2 separate regions of the Xenopus tropicalis genome follow, and region 1 is linked to region 2. A link is a contact called in public Hi-C data. All regions are on one chromosome and are shown on one strand. The core of a region is the stretch at or near the end of the contact, and the rest is flanking DNA. Distances in the headings are between cores, read along the strand shown. Region 1 overlaps lhx5 (LIM homeobox 5). Region 2 overlaps rbm19 (probable RNA-binding protein 19).

The links. A called contact is a pair of places that touch in the nucleus more often than the background predicts.
Region 1: a contact with region 2 is called in a Hi-C map of gastrula embryo, with 2.8 times the contacts expected there. The contact joins two enhancer-like sites. A contact is called at or near these places in 5 of 5 Hi-C or Micro-C datasets (brain, gastrula embryo, liver and 2 more).

The regions. Positions count from the first base shown.
Region 1 is chr1:146,162,179-146,165,451 of UCB_Xtro_10.0, forward strand. The region is part of intron 4 of lhx5 (LIM homeobox 5); the gene reads left to right. Among named protein-coding and RNA genes, the nearest start is that of lhx5, 18 kb to the left of the region's middle. Within about 2 kb of position 1,978, at least 3 of the 11 cell types and tissues checked have an H3K27ac peak or open chromatin away from gene starts, as enhancers often do. A contact at or near this core is called in gastrula embryo and neurula embryo, where this site is marked.
Region 2 is chr1:146,030,840-146,034,375 of UCB_Xtro_10.0, forward strand. rbm19 (probable RNA-binding protein 19) reads left to right here. Exons shown (of 25, transcript XM_012969880.3): 20 at 51-106; 21 at 211-327; 22 at 1,181-1,286. Among named protein-coding and RNA genes, the nearest start is that of rbm19, 19 kb to the left of the region's middle. Within about 2 kb of position 1,727, at least 3 of the 11 cell types and tissues checked have an H3K27ac peak or open chromatin away from gene starts, as enhancers often do. A contact at or near this core is called in gastrula embryo and neurula embryo, where this site is marked.

The sequences.
Region 1 (3,273 bases), core at 728-3,227, 130 kb after region 2:
GCGGTAAAGGATAAAGACTAACACAAGGTGCAGTGACACCTACATAGAAGTGAGAAAAAGCAAATCAAGCAAGAGATAATACAGTCACCTCTCAAAAACTGCTATACAAATACAAAGGTTAAGAAAAATAATTGTATGGAATCTAATTCCTCCCACTTGTATTGCTAAGTCTTTAAAAGTAGCCACTATTGTATTCAAATATATAGGTAGACTTTTTAGGAAGAAATCATTAAAGTAATTTCTCATCCAATCACCAATAAAAGTAAACAACATATAAATAAAATTTTACAACTGAAAGATAAAAACAGGGAAAAGACACAGAAGAGACAAGTTTTAACTCGGTGAGAATAAGTGAAAAGGCCAAGAAATTTTACTGACTTTTAGCAAATCTCCTACTTACAACAGGGCTGTGTGTTTTTGAGGGATACATACCTGATCTCTAGTATTTCATTATACCTACAAAACACCTGGGTGAGACAATGCTAAAAAATCACCCCGTTGACCATTTTCTCAAACAACAAATGTACGTACATGTTTACATCACTTTTTAATTTTATTTCACAATCTTCACCAAAATTATTTTCAAGAATATGGCATTAGGCTAATGCCACACATGGGGGATTCTTGGCTTGCAGATAAATCTAACACATTTTTAGCACATTTAACATTTTTTGAACCATATATAGCTCTTTGCCAGTTATTATTATGCCTTATTTATTTATATATTTCCAACATGTGCTGCAGCAGTTTACAGAGATTATATATCATTTAGCTGAGTCCCTATCCCAGTGGAGTTTACAGTATACATTCCTATTACATGTCATAATATTAAACATTTAATCAGTAGATATTTAAGTCACCTTATATATATGGAAGCTGTAGTTTATCAAAAGCCATGGGTTCAGGCCTGAACTGTGGATTCTGACAAATGCCAGAGGGGCTGCTGTAAGATTCCATAGACAGTCACTATTTATTGGGCCCAGGGGCTCTTTGGGCCTCAGTGTACCTTAAATGCCAGGGCCTATTTTGAATTTTTAGAACACAACAATAGAGGCAGCAGATCCTTTAGTTGCTTTGTGGCCAAGACCAACGTTCCCTCTAATTTTTTATAGGCTGTGTGCGCAAAAAATATCATCCGTGCGCATTTTAAAGCAAGATTACATTTTTGTGCGCTACAGAATGTTTGTTGGAGTTCAGTTATGGGCATTTTTGCGCAGGTCTTTCAGTTTCAGTTTCAGTGCACACGCGCACAGCTTAGAGGGAACAGTGGCCAAGACTATATACAGACATGTGTATATATATATATATTCATATCAGTAACACACAATTTCAGAATATGCTTCTAAATCAGGATCACCTTTTTCCAGGTTTGCGGATATAAAAATATTTTGCTATGGAGTTGGTTCCACTGACAGATGCCTTTATCACTTACATACTCTGCCTTGTCCTTTTTGTATCCTATAATAATCCCATTTATATCATAGTTAGAAATACTTTCTGGGTCCTGCTGTTAGTAAAGGATAACTTAAGCAAAGTCAGAGATTTTAAGTCTGTTGAAATAAGTGCTGTGCCCTATGCTGACCTGCAATGTGTATATGTAAGAATGGCCATGGCGATTGGATTTATTTGCTGTATCTCAAAATGAGGTTTATCAGAAAGCCAAAAGGTATTTTAAAGATTAAACGATTGTAAAGCCTCAGTGAGAGATTTTTCACGAGGTTTCTTCCAGAGGTCTCTTTAATCTCCTTTTCCCTCTCAATCCTCTAACCACCACCTCCTCCCTTGCCTTCCCTTCACCTCCTTAAAGGTTTACTTCATTGCCTCTCCAAAGTTCGCACTCTGCTGCAGTAGAAAGTAAGAAAGAGAGGGCATTGTGAAGGAAAGATGTAAGAGCTTGCCCCCCCTGCGCACTCCCTCCCCTCCCCGACACCCTCTGTAGTGTTGCAGGGGACAATACCACAGCTGCTTTCTTTGTACCTTATTCAGACAACAGTTGTTCCAATTACCTTCACATTCCTAGAACATATGGAGGGTGATTGGAAGAGAGCAGGGTACCCTGCCTTTCTCTGTTTGTTTTCTCTTTCCTCTGATTCACAATTTACCCATTACAATTATCATTTGTGTCATGTGCCCCATGAAAACCCAGACATTAATAATATTCAGAGAGGCAATGACATGCAGCAGCAGATTCTCCATTTCCTTTCCCTGCCTCTTCTTTCCCTTACATGGCCACCTTGCAAGTTTCATGTACCCAGTGCTGTTCTCTCTCTCCTGTTACATTTATCCACAATGCAGTTGTCACTTACATTATGTCTGGACAGAAGGATTAAAGTGTGTTTTGTACCCTATGTGTCTTTTATGTTTTCCTGCTGCTTTATTCCTCCTCATTCAGTTCAGGAAAACAGCATCTGCAAATGTCATGCGGAAAATGTCCAATACACTATAAATATCAATCTAAAGAGCAGGTTCTGGGCCAACAACATAAACACTGTCCATCTAGGGGCTGGGTGCAGTGGAGTGGAATACCCGCCTAGATAACCTTACATGGTTACAAGTTCCATGATTCCTCCCTGTATGTTGTCTGGGCTGAAACTTGTAGTTTTGCTTGTGTATATCTTTGTGACCAGCCAAAGGGATCTCTGTGGCACCCAAGCATTGATTCTTTTTTATGTAGCAATAATTTTGAAGTCATTCAGATTAATTGACTAGTGGAAATCTCTAGCCTCGGGTATATATCATGTAAATGTTCAGGAGTGTATAAACCTGCATACACTTGTCTCTCTCTCCTTACCCTTTTCATCTTTCTGCTTGTTCCCCTGACTGCAGTCCTTCTCAATATTTAGTCCTTCCACACACATGCACCCCCTTCTCCCTTGCCTTTGTGATCTGTTACAAGTTGGATGTGCCTTGTGTCTTTGAGCCGTGTGAATGGGGATGTGTGTTTACCAAGAACTGCATTCAGTGCCCTCAATAGATCTGTGTGTCAAGAGATTACAGAATCAGTTCTTTCTCATTCGGAGCAAAAGGGGAAACAAAGGCATCCAAATAAATTGCTTTATTCCTTCTTCTATAGGTGATTTAGTTACAAATTCAATTAAAAAGATACTAGAGTAATCAGTGGATTCTTGCAGAACGTGCTGCGTTACTTTGTCTTCAGCTTTCAGAAGTAAAAGGATGTTGTTGCCATTTTGATTTTACTCCTGGATGTTTATACATAAAAATGTATATTTAAATTATTTATATATGTTTCTATATAAAATATATCTGTTTTTC
Region 2 (3,536 bases), core at 477-2,976:
TCGGACTGGCAGCCTCATGATTCTAAATGACTTCTTTTTGCACCCCCTAGAAATGCACGGTGGATGGGCATCAGGTGGAAATCAAACTGTCAGAGAGGGCAATCAGGTGAGTGACTCAAGCGTTTACTTGAAAGCAGCGTTCATGCATTTGAATGGAAGGATTTGCTGCAGAACTGTAATGAACTTTTCATTCTTGCTTGGCATCCACAGAGCAGCAACTTCAACGGAACGCAAAAAACAGAACTCTAAGAAACAGCAGAGCTCAAAAATTCTTGTGCGCAATGTCCCCTTCCAAGCAACGGTTCGTGAAATACGTGAGCTGTTCAGGTGAGTGGCTTCAGGCAGGCATACTACCAGTGCTCCAGTTACATTTAGATTGTTATTCTCTTGTGTTGGCAGTAGGGGGAGCAATCGCTTCGTGCAGGTTATACACAATATGGCTGATCATTTGTACACTATTTGTACATTTAGTGACATTGTCTGTTCAGTGCTAGACTGAGTGATGCCTAGTGCCTGTCTGTGTCTGATTGTCACTATGCTTGCTGTGTTTTGCATAGGTTAATGCAGAAGTTCTGATTTGCATATTTTTGAAGTAGGATTTCTTTATGTCACTGTTAAGGGGAAGTGCAGCATTCCTGCTGGAATCTCCATGACCTTGGTGTGCAGTGAATACTGGAATGCTGTGCACATTTTTTTTTTTTTTTATGGTATTGTGTTTGATGACATCAGATGTGTGGGAGGCATAGACACCTGGACAGAAAAAAATTGTGTGTTGTAGTCACACATTATGAATAAGAGTTATGTGGAAACTGTAATGCATTGTGCCATCGGAGCCAGACATTTTATGTATACTGCTATGCAAAATGTTACTCTGTGTGTCTTGGAAGATCAGCATTTCTATCATGTCAGTTAGTGAAGCTAGTAAGCTTGTATAGGCTACTAGAAGTCTATGTAGAATGTAAAGTTGATTGATATTTGTCTTTCTCCACCTTAGTTACCAAGACATTGCAGTTAGTTTTACATCTGTTGAGTGAGTTATTTGATAATATCACATTGCCAACACTGCGGAAACACAATAAACATTAGCATGGATGCACAACTTGAGGTTTAATACACACAGTCATATATAAGGCATGCAAGTTAAATATCAGGGAGATAACAATGTATTTCTTGACTATAGCACATTTGGAGAATTGAAGACCGTCCGTCTGCCTAAGAAAATGGCTGGCACAGGGAGTCACCGTGGATTTGGCTTTGTGGATTTTGTCACCAAACAAGATGCAAAGGTTAGGACAGCCTTAAATTCTCTGTATATTTGTATATGTTCATACAAGGGAGATGGAATACTGCTTTCTTTGGTAGTGATCTTCTCCATCAACTGCAGAAGAATAGTTCTATGCCATGGCTGCTATAAATAATGCCTCTGCTAAGGCTAGGAATGTGGCAGTTTCCACCCATGTAAAATGAATACTTGAGAGAATGGATACTATCAGCATTCAGTAATATCCACTGTTGTGCTTTAAAGTTCATTAAGAAAACAAACAAAATAAATTTCTCTTTTTATTCTGTGTTTGAGTGGGCAGAGCAGGCCATCCTCAAAAAAAAAAAAATTCTCCCTCTTCATAGCAGGGAGTAGTTCATGTGCAGCGGTTTACTGTAGGGTAAATTGCAGGAACTGAAAGGAGCTAATCATTGCTGATGGCTTATCAGGGCATGGGAGGGATTATTGACAGAAAAGACTGTCCACATTCTCTACTGACCTTGCTCCAATGAGCCATAGCCTTGGCGCATCCTGTTGGCAACAATGGGAAGTGATTTTCAGTGAGAATGCTGGAATCTCCTAAAACCCTGTCTGCCACGGCCCTTAGAGCAGTCTTGTTTTGTGATTGTAGGTTAATAATTGGGTAATTTAGTTAATTCGGTAAGAGTTGAGTAAGAAACCATGATGTAGAGCCAAACTTGAAGTTAGGGCCCCAGCCCCAGTTCTTCCCTGGGGATATTCAGCACTTTTTGTGTGTTCTAAGGACACCTTTAAAACTTGTGGTCTAGAAGTATTATTTGTGATTTTTGTCCTATTTAATTTCTGATGCATATATGTCACATTTGCACTGTTTTGGATTTCTGCCACTCTCCTTTCAGCAAGAGTTTTTCTTCTACTTCTTCCTGAATCTTTCCCTCCAGACATGAAGATCCTATTTTCATTCTCTCCACCCTTTTAAATAGCTGTTTTCACACTGCCTGTTTCCCAATTAACAAGTGACGAATCTGTGTAAATAAACAGGCAGAGGGGGGTGATGTTTAGATGCTGTTTATGTTGCACAAGATCTTCCAATTACAGCTTCATTTATACTCTTACTTTCTCACTTCTCTCAATATTTGGCTCAGCCTGTCGCCCCTTCTGGCCTCACTCTGGCTTCTCTGGCTGTCATTTCTCCACCTCCCTGAACCCTAGTACTAAATGCCAAGGAGGTGATATTTTATTATTGAGCAAATGCTTTACTTTAGATCCAGCAATTCTTTGCATTAATATTCAGTGACCAACCACAAATAGAGTGTACAGCATATAAATGTTCTTTTGCAACACGTTCGGATCTTTTTTCCTTTTTGAATTGTATTCAGAAACCTGATTGTTCCATTTGTTTTATCTTTTTCATTGTGTTCAAGGCTGTAGCCTTACATGTTTCACTTAAAGAAAAACCAAGGATAATGCTGAAGTCTTGTTTTCTTAGGCTTAAGTCCTCAAAACATTAATGGGGTCTTGGGGATTTATGTCAAACATATATATATCTGAAACCCATTCTGACTAATCTGGAATGAAACCTGATAAATACTTGAATAGTCTAACTGTCAACAAAAATTTTATATTCTATATAATTTTTCAGAGTCATGTATTATCTGATGTTGTGACAGGTAAAATGATAATGTTCAGTTTACAAACCACAGAAGTTAGAGGCTTATTAATTGGTTTTCCAGTCTGTAAATTAGAGTTTGTTGTTCTAAATCGAATAAACTCACATATCAAATAGTCGATTATTTATTAATATGGAAAACGCATTTGAATAAAAAACTTGAATATCTCAAATTTTTCAACTTTACAAGCTATACAAACTTGAAAAATTTAAGTTTGAGAACATGGCTTGACTTTGCCTGTGACAGCTGCCATTGAACTCTATAGAAACTCACAAGTTTTAGATGGCAATTTAAAAATTTGAGTCTTTCGTTTTTTTGCACTTAAAAAAAAAAAATCAAACTCGACCGCTGATAAATCACCCCCCTTAGTGTTGAATATCTATATTTCTTGATGTAAATCAGTGTTTGTAAATGGACTAAACCCCTGCACCAATGTTAGTAGCCCAGTATTCTCTCTTTGAAGTAGGCATTGCTAGGACTGGCAGGTTCCTAAGAGCCCAGAAGACCAACCTGAAATATAGGCTTGATTTAAACTAGATTGATCTCAAAGCATTGTGGCCTCATTTGCCACCTTTAATTGGCAGTGAGACGGATACATTTTATCAGGACAATAAGTGATTCTATTA